Regions from separate parts of the Takifugu rubripes genome. Here region 2 is linked to region 1. The links are chromatin contacts, called in public Hi-C maps. All regions are on one chromosome and are shown on one strand. Each heading gives the region's core, a stretch centred on a gene start, on an enhancer-like site or on the middle of the called end of the contact. The rest is flanking DNA. Distances are from core to core; before and after follow the strand shown. Region 1 holds the start of smx5. Region 2 holds the start of tprg1 (tumor protein p63 regulated 1).

Evidence for each region. A called contact is a pair of places that touch in the nucleus more often than the background predicts.
Region 2: a Hi-C map of an unstated tissue shows a contact between it and region 1, with 2.1 times the contacts expected there. The contact joins the promoter of tprg1 here to the promoter of smx5 in region 1. A contact is called at or near these places in 2 of 2 Hi-C or Micro-C datasets (muscle and an unstated tissue).

The regions. Positions count from the first base shown.
Region 1 is chr20:3,467,173-3,472,802 of fTakRub1.2, forward strand. It overlaps smx5, which reads left to right and starts at 2,323. Exons shown (of 5, transcript XM_011614478.2): 1 at 2,323-2,459; 2 at 2,646-2,713; 3 at 2,861-2,891; 4 at 2,984-3,043; 5 at 4,134-4,804. The coding sequence starts at 2,457. The coding sequence ends at 4,259. It overlaps inpp5d (inositol polyphosphate-5-phosphatase D), which reads left to right. Exons shown (of 27, transcript XM_003973875.3): 23 at 82-228; 24 at 316-379; 25 at 699-896; 26 at 1,233-1,630; 27 at 1,709-1,989. The coding sequence ends at 1,743. It also overlaps a transcript of bcl6aa not described here.
Region 2 is chr20:3,594,628-3,600,115 of fTakRub1.2, forward strand. It overlaps tprg1 (tumor protein p63 regulated 1), which reads left to right and starts at 4,033. Exons shown (of 6, transcript XM_003973824.3): 1 at 4,033-4,164; 2 at 4,740-5,051. The coding sequence starts at 4,758.

The sequences.
Region 1 (5,630 bases), core at 1,073-3,572:
TAGTGGACTGACCCGCACCTGTCAATCCTCCAGTCTTACCTGAGCAGTTCTTATCGCTCACTTGGTGATTTGTTCCTAAAGGAGAGGGCTGTGTTGCGCTGCGAGCTGCTCAGCTCTGCTACATGGAGTTTGAGATCACACTGACCCACCAAGGAGAGACGACGGGCAGGATGACCGGCGGCATCCAGTTACGCACCTCTGAGGGCAAACCGACTGAGAAGCTGTACGGTGAGTCTGGATGTCTGGCAGGGACGTAGCGTAGAGTGTTATCTTGTGATCTTTATGTGAGCACCAATTATTTTCTTTTTTTCCCAGATTTTATCAAAATTGAAAAGGATGACACTATTAACTCAAAAGGCAAAGGTGGCGACCTCAACAAGTAAGTTATTTTACATTGACAATATCTGGTAGCAGGTCCAGTGTGGGCCAAACATGAAAGGTAGCAGGGTGAGGTGCTAGAACACCCTCAGAGCAATGCCGAGGTACCCTTGAGCAAGGTACAACACAAGCTGGCGACTCACCCAAGGGTGTACCCTTCCTTTGGACATATGCAGCTGGGATAGGCTCCATTACCTTCGTCATGCCCCTGGAAGGGTTAAAGCAGTCAAGAAAACGAAATGAAACGATATCTCACACATGACTCCTACCGGGTATGTTTTCATTGGGGGGGATTTCTAACCTTTGGCCTTGTGATTTAGGATTTCAGCTGCACAAGCACTTGATATTTCTAACCCCAGTTACATGGGGTTCCAAAAGGGCAACGTGGTAGATAAAGGCTGGAGTTACAGCATGCCACCAAAGAGTCTGGCCATTCCTGGACATGGAGGGAAAGAGCCCAAAAAGTCTGCTGGTGATGTGGGCGCACGCAGCCCCACACGGAAATCCCCAAATCACACGTGAGTCTTCACCACTGAACTTTCAAGTAGTTAAAAGCCTTCAGTAAAAATCACAGCTCTGGCATTGTTACCTAAATTACTTTTTAAAAAATCACTCAAAAATCTGAATATAATTCTACTTCGTATGTTCAAACGGTTTAGGGATATTATCATTTCAAATGATCATTTCAATAAAGACTTAATGTTGAGGAAAATAGAATAGTAAAATAGTTCAAATAGATTTCAATATAGTTGTGAATGAGTATAGTTGCAGGAAGGTTTATAACTAAAGCAAATAACAAAGCAATAATTGGAAATATATTGCAAGTGACATATTGCTGATTCTTTCTTTTTTAGTGGGGACTGTGACCAGATGTTTGACAATCCATTATATGCTTCGATACCAAAACCACATGGTCGGGGCAAGGACCAAGAGCAGAGGGATCATCGCACACCTCCAGATCACATGTTTGGAGCTTCCAAAAGTTCAGACAGGGAACCTGATCGACCCCCTATGCCCACCCCCCGCAACCGCTCCTTCACCTGCTCTGAAAACCGACTGCAGCCTCCCAGTTCCGAAATGAAGAAACCAGTGGTGCCCTCACGCTCAGAGGGAGGGATAGGACACAATAGGCCTCCTTTACCTTTCAAAGGTCCCCAGACACCCAAATCCAGGGATTACAGAGAGAACTCTGAAATTCCTGTTAAACTCAGGCCACCTGCAAGGCCTGGCCAACCACAGCCTCACAGAGACGGTAAGGAAAACTCTCGTTCTTCTCCCACTTATAAATTCACTGATAACTTATCACATGCAAACTCTTGTTCTTCTCTAGTACCCGAGGTCCCCAAGATCCGATCTGTGAAGTAAGACCAGACTGCATAGAAGACAGATTTTTGTAGCTCATCTTTGGGAAAACCATGAATATACCAATCCAATGACCTGGGCAATCAATAAATGAAATCAGCCAATTGACTCCACATGTTACTACTACATGTAGCTTGAAAGCTGTTGTATTGCTTGTACACTTTTAAGCTTTTGTTCAACTGTTTATTTGTCGGTTGTTTGGCTTAAACAAAACCACTGTAGCAATAAGTAAAAATCCTCGTGGTCGTGCAGAATGGTTTTATCATTTTTATAAAAAGGGTGTTAGCTCACCTTTAGAAGGTGTGCTCACAAGGAACAAGGTACTGAACCTCCAAATGTTACTACAAACTGCAATAACACTCAACACAGACTCAAATATTGAAATACTGATTAGTGATACATAGTAATATCAAGATAGTAATACATGACCGGAGTCATTCTTTTTCCTACCACAGTATGTGTGATTCATTAAAAATAAATAAATCAATGAATAAAACAAAAATGGAAACGTCCATACTCGAATTCACAAGTTGGGGCCATGCGCCAACGGTGTCGAACCGTCATAAAACGAGAATTGAGCCACTGAAGCGTTGAGCGCGCATTTGGCTCCTCCGTGTGGACGCAAGCGGTAACTGCACCCTCTCCCGTCGCAGGAATATTACGCAGCATAATACGACATCAACGTTTGACGCTGAAACACAAGAGAAGCGGCAATAATGGTGAGGGAAAATTATGAGTAACAAATGGGTATTTTACATTAATTATCTTATTCGGTGGCTCAAAAAAGTGTCAAAGTACCCGCATTTCTTTGAAGACTTCTTTATAGCTTATTACATTCATTATATGGTGCTTCACTGTTAGCGTGTTGCTAATGTTATCTCTCTTCACATCGATCTGTTTTACAGCTTTTCTACTCGTTTTTCAAGTCATTGGTCGGGAAAGATGTAGTGGTGGAGCTCAAAAACGACCTGAGGTTGGTATATTTATTGCAATGCTCGCCTTTGTGTTCATTGCTGAGGTCTGCCACTAAAGAATGGAACGGTGGCGACTTCGGCTCAAAACACATGCTCATTATTCCGTTTCTGTGCTAATAATATTATATCCGATCCTTTCTTGTCAGCATCTGTGGTACCCTCCATTCTGTCGACCAGGTCAGAAAAAGAATATTTTATTTATTAAGTCAAATACGTCGGTTGGCTATGTTTTCAAGGATTTGGCGTAACTTTTCTCTACTTTGTTTCAGTATCTCAACATAAAGCTCACAGACATCAGTGTTACAGACCCAGAGAAATATCCACACATGGTAGGTTTCACTGGCTTTGTTTTGGCTATATTTCAAGGTTATCTCTGTGTCTTATACCTGCAGGAAGTCAAGTACATTATGGCTTCATATGAAGCTACATGGTTAAAATATATATCGTTTCCTATATGACACGGTAAATCCAATACAGCATTCACAGTTTGATGCAGTGTTGTGCAAGCATGTTGGCGTCCCCGGTCCAAATTTCCATTAATGTGAACAGTTAAGATTCGAGTTCAAAAGGGGGAGCTTCACCCTGCAGACGACTGGGAGCCCTGGCAGTTTTTGTCAGAATCTATATTTGACTGCAAAAGGTCAAGAACCTATAGCAGACTGGAGAAGCGCTACTCTGTTCTACTGTTAAGTTATACCTACACAAGAATGGCCTTTATCGAACAGATCTAAGAAGAATAGGTTTTCTGCATCCTCATCAGTAAATCAACATCACAAACACCTGTCCAGCTGTTAAACTTGCAAGTGGATCGATCCAGCTTTAGGGTTGTGTTGCCGTCAATAGCATGGGAACCATCTCACAGGCAGGGTGATGACTTGAAAACTCTGGAAGCAAAAAGCATGAAAGCATCTGTAAAACAAAGTTGAATGGAGGACGTCTGGGTAAAGATCGTAACCTCAAAACCCATGATGGGCAACCTCAGAAGGGCCAGCTGGAGGTTTGCCATGACCCTGATGTCTGTCCTAAAGACCATTCTGTGACCACAGACGAGCTCAGAAATCTCCCAGAACTGGAAGACTTGAGTCAACACAGACTGAAAGAGTGTCTTGGTCAGCTGCACTAAGCGTTTCCAAGCTGTGGTACTGGCCAAACGGGGTGCGACTTGATTCTAACATTTGCCCCTTTTCCCCTTCTCTTATTTTAAAAATGTAAATACTTAAAAGGATTTTGTTGAGTATATGAAGGCAACAAGTTTTATTTCTAAGCCTTCCTCTTAATTGTTCACACAAATTTGGACCGAGATGACCGAACTTTCCATGCCGCTGGCTCATTCCATGATGCATTTTTATCACTTTCAGCTCTTTCCCTGTGTTTCGGTGTTGATCTTTACATGTGGACTGTCTTGTTCTTGAATTCTAGCTGTCGGTAAAAAACTGTTTCATCCGTGGATCTGTGGTCCGGTATGTTCAGCTCCCTGCTGATGAAGTGGACACCCAGCTTCTGCAAGATGCTGCAAGAAAAGAGGCAATGCAGCAGAAGCAGTGATGCTCCACTGAAGGGATTTGTTTTTGTCTGTGTTGGGGGTGGGTGGGTGGGGGGGGGTTACGTGGATTATTAGTAGTTTTGATTTATGTCTTGATTTCATTTAAAGTTGGTTCTGTTTAAGCAGCACTGTGTTTGCTGTATTCTAGTGTTAAATTCGATTCTAAATTCTTGTGATTACTAATTTAAAAAGCAATAAAATCAGGTGTCCAGAGAAGGCTTAATTGTTTATCCTTTTTTTTTTAAATTGTAAATGGACACAGAATTAAACAGACAAATTAGGTCCCAGTTGAGATAAAACTGTTTCTGTTGTACAATTTAAGCACTGTTGATTTAAAAGGTTTGGATTTTTTTTAATGTCGGTTCATAATAAAAATGAACAATTTTTATTTCTCTTTTGCTCAAATTGTCATTTAAATGGAGTTTTTCATAGACTTGTTTTTTAAACGGTGAAACCTAAATTACTTATTGCCATGATTTGTGGTCTTGGGAGAAAACTATTTTGTTTATCCCGGAAAAACTTGGAAATTAAAATTGAAATCATGTTGGCTGCGTTGTGCTGATTTGAATGCTGGAACAGAAAGTTAATTTCATGTTTTAGCCATTAAAGACCTCAGACTATGACGAACATCCAACCTGAAGAATGTGGAGAATTCCCTGGAAACGGGATCAACTGGTTACCAAGTTTAAATGTTCCAGTGTTGACCTAATTATTATACATTTGCATTAATTGTATATACATTTTAATGCAGATGAGCATTTCTTTGTTAATATTCTGCTCGTACATGCGGATTAAGTTCACAGTTCAATAATACAAACAGTTGTGAATACAAAGAAATTCATTACCTTTATTTTACATTCATACATCTAAACATTGTACAATAACTTTAATGAGTTTAAAAAAAGAAAAAAAATCCAAAAACAAGTCCTGAAGATTTACAACGATGAATTTGCATGTTTTAGTCTTGGTGACGACAAGCATTTAAAAATATCTACAGACACTCACACACGGGGATCAAGGACAAGTGTTGTCCTTGAGTTGTACCTTAATACAGCAGGTCTGAATAAGTGAAGGATTCAGTCACCGTAGAGAAAGGCACATTGAATACACAGTGTATGTACAAACCAAAACGTCTACACGAACACAACTGTTACTGTAGGATCAAGAACAATGAGCAAAACTGTAAACTTTCACTTATGGAAAAATTAAAAATAGAATTCACATCAATACAAACACATTTGAAGCAAAATATTTTCTAGGTCATAACAAAGCCGTACCTTGAAATGCATGTTAACACCTTAGATTGGCTCTGCCCGCAGAGAGCAATCCCACAAATATAATTACACAATATGTCACAATATTTCTGGAGCCCG
Region 2 (5,488 bases), core at 2,783-5,282, 130 kb after region 1:
GTCACACTGATTTCTGTCTGTACTATCACTTTCAAGCCTGCCGAACTGCCTCCTCTTCAACTCTCCATCATTGAACCGAGACATCCCAGTGAACCGCACCTGACAGGCCCGGTCTCGGCCTGCTGGTCATAATCGCCAAGGTCAAGTGAAACAGTTGTTTGCATTCATCTGGAAGTGGAGCCCCTGGGTAGTAAACACTGTGGTCACCTCACGGTCACCATGTGCCCACGCCACAACATTGTCTGCTCCAGACGACGCACAGTGGTCGCGAGACGCACGATACTGTCAGATACGATTAAGTGTGGTTCATGTGAAATGCCAAAGTTCACTCCAGATTAAAACTAAAATATTATTTGAAATATTGCAATCGCATGTATTGGTGCGTCGCGTGTGACAATTTACCTCACTTTCACTTTCTGCATCAAAAACTGAGCTTGGACGCGTATGTTTTGGCATTGCCTCGTATGGCCTCCATGGGGCTTCTCCTCAGCTACAACAGTGAAGGTTAGAAGTTTTCCAGCTCATCAGCCCTCAGCTGAGTTAATGAACCCTCGTGTCGAGCCCCCTCCCCTCTGGTCGGAGCATTATTTCTGGGCTAAGCGGGGGAGAAGAAGCCGCCAGTGTTGTTATGTATTAGGAAGCCACTGCACACACAAAGATCACGACTGTGGAAGTTACAGGGTCACGAGGGCTGCGCAACATCTGCTGAAGCGCTGCGAGATCTCAGAAGAGTTAAATCAGGCTTTGCTGCATTATGGATAAACAAACAAAAACATACTGGGACATAATTGAATTACTTCCACACGACAAGAACATTGAAGATAAAGTGTGGATGCCTGTGGACATTTGTTTGAGCTGTTGAGTCAACTCATGTCATCTCACAGAGAATTCTCTGGCTAAGATTTACTCCACACCATGAAGAAACGTTTGCAGTTGAAACTGTTCCCTAAAGTTTCCTCTTCAGTTAGTCTGCAGGATGGTTTTGCCCCTGTGACACCAACAATGTTTGTGAAATACGCAGTTATTCCACAGCAACTGCAGCACAGCACTTCCTGCCATAACCATTCGGACCAGCATGGGAACTGGAAACGGACATTTCTGGCACCGCCTGTAATGTAAGAGATATTTGGAGGTTATGTGTGGTGAGCACTTTTCTCCCCGATGTCAGTTGCCTGATGAATTTTACCATCTCCTGAGGGATGTTCTTGAGCTGCTTCACATTTTCTTCCCCAGTAATTGTTTTGTCTAAGTCACATTTGTTGAGCGGGTTCCGTGAACTGGCAGTCAGACCGGAGGGGAAAAACAAAGACCTCATTTCTGTGATACTAAAATGCTCCATACAGCAGAAGAGAGGGATTACTCATAAATCTATAGTGTATTATGTATGACCTCTTTTCACATTACGCTATCTAAATAATATAAAGCTTATTATAGCAGATCACAAAGCCTGTACAAGAATTTTTATTTTAGCTCCCTTTTACATATTGGCAGCGCACGCATTATACATTATACTTACATTTTTTGAGACTCATCAAATGCCTACGAACCATTCAAGTAATTGTGAACGTTGACTGCACTTAGCTATAGATGAGAACATGTGCTGTGGTACTTAAAACGTAGGGCACCACATACACAACCATTTCATCTAAAACCTCCACCACAAACACAAAATGTATTATTTAAACTATTATTAATTCATGGTAAATTTCTTAGCTGATAAACATTTATGCCTTTGGAAAGCATCTAAAATGGATGGAGAGACTGTAGCAGAATACCGTATATCAACAAAAACATGTGGAGCTTGGCAGCAGTGAACATTACAGATCTGCAGTGTTGATTACTTGGCCTAGTTACACCCATATGGATTATTATGATCCAGGCATCTCCCACTGAGGAGACACACGAGGGTTGCTAAGTTCACTGGTTTACACAAAGCATCATCAACACAACAGCATGTTATTGCACTGACACACTCAACTTTCTTTAAGACCATCAGGTTTGTGTTTTTTTGCCCCTATTTCGCTGTCAAACATACAAAAGAGAGGAAGTGTTTATAGATTTCACTTCAATTTTTTTTCTCCTCCGTGAACCATCACCTTGTCGTGGTGGAGGAGTTTCCGTACCCTAATGAGCCTGGGAGCTCTGCTGTCCGGGGCAGTTTGGCATTGCCCCCTGGTAGGGTCTCCCAAGGCAGATTGGTCCTAGGTGAAGGGTCAGACAAAGAATGGTTCATGACCCATCATGGAACATCTAAAAGGGAAGCCGCGTACCCAGCCCGGAGGGGTACCGGGGCCCCACCCTGGAGCCAGGCTTGGGGCTCAATGGCGAGCGCCTGGTGGCCGGGCCTACGCCCATGGGACCCGGCCGGGCCCAGCCCGAACCAGCTATGTGGACACTCCTGTCTCCAGTGGACACACCACCCGCAGGAGGAGCATGAAGGGTCCGGTGCAGTGTGGATTGGGCGGCGGATCAAGGCGGGGGCCTTGGCGGTCCGATCCTCGGTTATGGAAATTGGCTTTTGGAACATGGAACGTCACCTCACTGGCGGGGAAAGAGCTGGAGCTTGTGGGGGAGGTTGAGCGCTACCGACTAGATATGGTCGGCCTCACCACCACACATAGCGTCGGCACAGGAACCCAAGTCCTTGAGGGGGGTTGGACACTCTGCTACGCTGGAGTTGCTCAGGGTGAGAGACGGAGAGCGGGGGTGGGCTTTTTGCTTGCCCCCAGACTCTCTAGTTCAACGTTGGGGTTCTCGCGGTCGAGCGAAAGGGTTGCTTCCCTGCTGTAGGTCAATGATTGACTTCATAGTCGTGTCAGCTGATCTGCGGCCATATGTTTTGGACACTCGTGCGAAGAGAGGAGCAGAGCTGATCGCTGATCACTACCTGGTGGTGAGTTGGATCAGATGGGGGAGTACTCTTAAAATGCATTCTTAATACATCACTGAAGCAGAAACCCTCTGGTTTTCTTATAAGTAATTACTTGCCTGCATGACTAAAATAAAAGTAAATGAGGTCTGCGCTGAAAGCTAGTGGCCATTCACGCATCAGTAAAAAGCAGCTTGCTGTCCGTGGGAGTAGCTAAGCAACCACTCTGAAAGGCGGCTTTTAGAAATCTGTCTATATTTCTTTGACGGCAGGAGATTAGAACTGAATTGGTTTTTGAACTTCCAACAAGGCACTGGAAAAGCTTCCTGACTGAGTTGTGATTGGGAATGAGTGGCCTTACAGGATGTCAGAGAACATTAGCTCAGACGCAGACTGATGTCTAAATGCCGCTGCTATTCAAGGATTTGTGGGAGGGAAAAGTCTTCCTCGCTTTCACTGATCTGATTCATCCCACAATTGTGTTGTAGTCCAGTTCAATCGCAACTGTCATTCACTGGTATTTTAGGAAAAGATGTGGAGAGAACGTAAGCCCGAGAGAGGAAATCAAAGAGAATTAAATCTTTCATCAACAGTATGAATAGTGTAAAGCAAAAACCTGTGGGGTTAATGTAGGCGACAGCCAAGTCTGCTTCATATTTCAGCCTTGCTTATTATTCTTCAGTCTTGAGCCTGTGACGCCACAACTGTCACCCAAAAACTACTGATGCAAGAAACAAAGAGATCTGGTTGGTGTCTGTGGTGAGTATTTCAAACTCTAATTAGATTACGTGAGTATGGCATAGTTAAAATAGGCTCTCCCACGTATACACAGATAATACCTCACCCATCAGAAAATAAGATGTGATACGTTATGAACAAATCTCCAGAAATGTCTGAGGGATATTGATTATAAATAGCCAAGGTAGCCTACAGTCAACACAATTTCAGTCTAAATCTGTCTAAGCATGTATGTATGTATGTATGTATGTATGTATGTATGTATGTATGTATGTATGTAATCATTGGAAATGTTTACTAATTATCCTAGAGGGTGTAATTTAATTTTATTTCAGTCACCATACTTCCAAATTTTCATTAATCACTTTAAATTTATATCAAAGCTGCACAACCCACAAACTTGGCAGAGACAGGTAAATGGGAGGAAGTAGAGAAAGCGAAACCTTCATTCTGCATCCATTCGCACGGTTTCCATTTCCTCTTCAGTATTGTCTGCTACTTCACACAGGCCTGGCTCATAGGCACTGGTAGAACATCCCATTGTGCATCTTAATCGGGTCAGTATAAACAGTCCACTGGTGAAAGACCAGATTTTCTACGTTAAAAGATAAGCAGTGGCGATGCTTCCTTTGACTTTTAAACCAAGGATCAGGGTTTGCTTGGGTTAGGCTGCATAATTTAATGGAGGTGAAAGGCTATTTGAGTCTACCTTTGTTGGGTACTTAATACAATACTGGGGCCATGAACTCTTGCTCCTCCGAACCGCATAGTTTCAAACGTTGTCCCACGCATATACGTGTGTTATCTTCATGCGGGTTGCTGCGGGTGAATCAGGCGCTGCTCTGAGAACACACGGAACAAGGAAGTGGTGCACCTGCTGCCGCCTCTCTGCTCTTTAGGTCAGAGGTCTGGTTAATACTTTATTAATATTATATCAAAAACCATCGCTTAAATATGTATGCGGTTCACGGAGCGTTAGTGGGGACATTGCCGGGGTTAAACTCGCCAATTATCGGTGGTAAAAGCGTCTTCGCTGCTTTGACGCACTTGAGTTGAGCGTCCGACGGACGGACGGACAAACAGACGGCGCGTGCTGGATTTAAAAAATGTTTTTGTTGTTGTTGTTGAAAAGGTGTCGTGAACCTCCAGGATGGAAGAGCCACAGAAGGAAGCAGCAAACGAAGAGCAGCCGCATCGTTCCAGCTCTTCTCCGGCTGACCCGGAGAACCCAGGGAACCCAGCGCCGGCTGACCCGGGGAACCTAGCGCCGCTTGAGCTGGCCAGCCCAGCGGCAGATGACCCCGGGAAAGCAGCCCCTGTTGACCGCCCACAGGACGAGGGGGAGCGGACAGTGATGGGCGATGAGGACCCCCTGGAGCTGCCCTCCGCCGGCCCCGCAAACTTCCTGCCCCACTTCAAACTCAGGAAGTTCTTCGTGTTGAGGGTAAACACTTTAGCTGGGTTTTCTCCCAAAATGTGTGTGATATCATTTTTAACACACACTCGCTACACTCATATTGTTACATTAAGTGTAAATATTAGCCAATGTATTTGCCATACTACACACCTATACTATACTGTACTATACTATAGTATTCTGCACTATTGTTTGGAGGACAACACAAAGTTCTATTAACACTATATATTGTTACAGTGAGTCTAAATATTTGCCCCAACAAATTATCAGCCTATATTTTACACCATTTTATTTGCCACAATAGTCTACTATAGTATTCTGTACTTTACAGGACAATATAAAGTTCGGACTTGCAGCTGCTATGTTTGTCTTGAAGCCTTTTTGATTAAGAGGTGAAATGTCTTCAAGAATCCCAAAAAAGTCCAGTTGTCTTCACCTCCAGCACTTATGACTGTCATGACCTG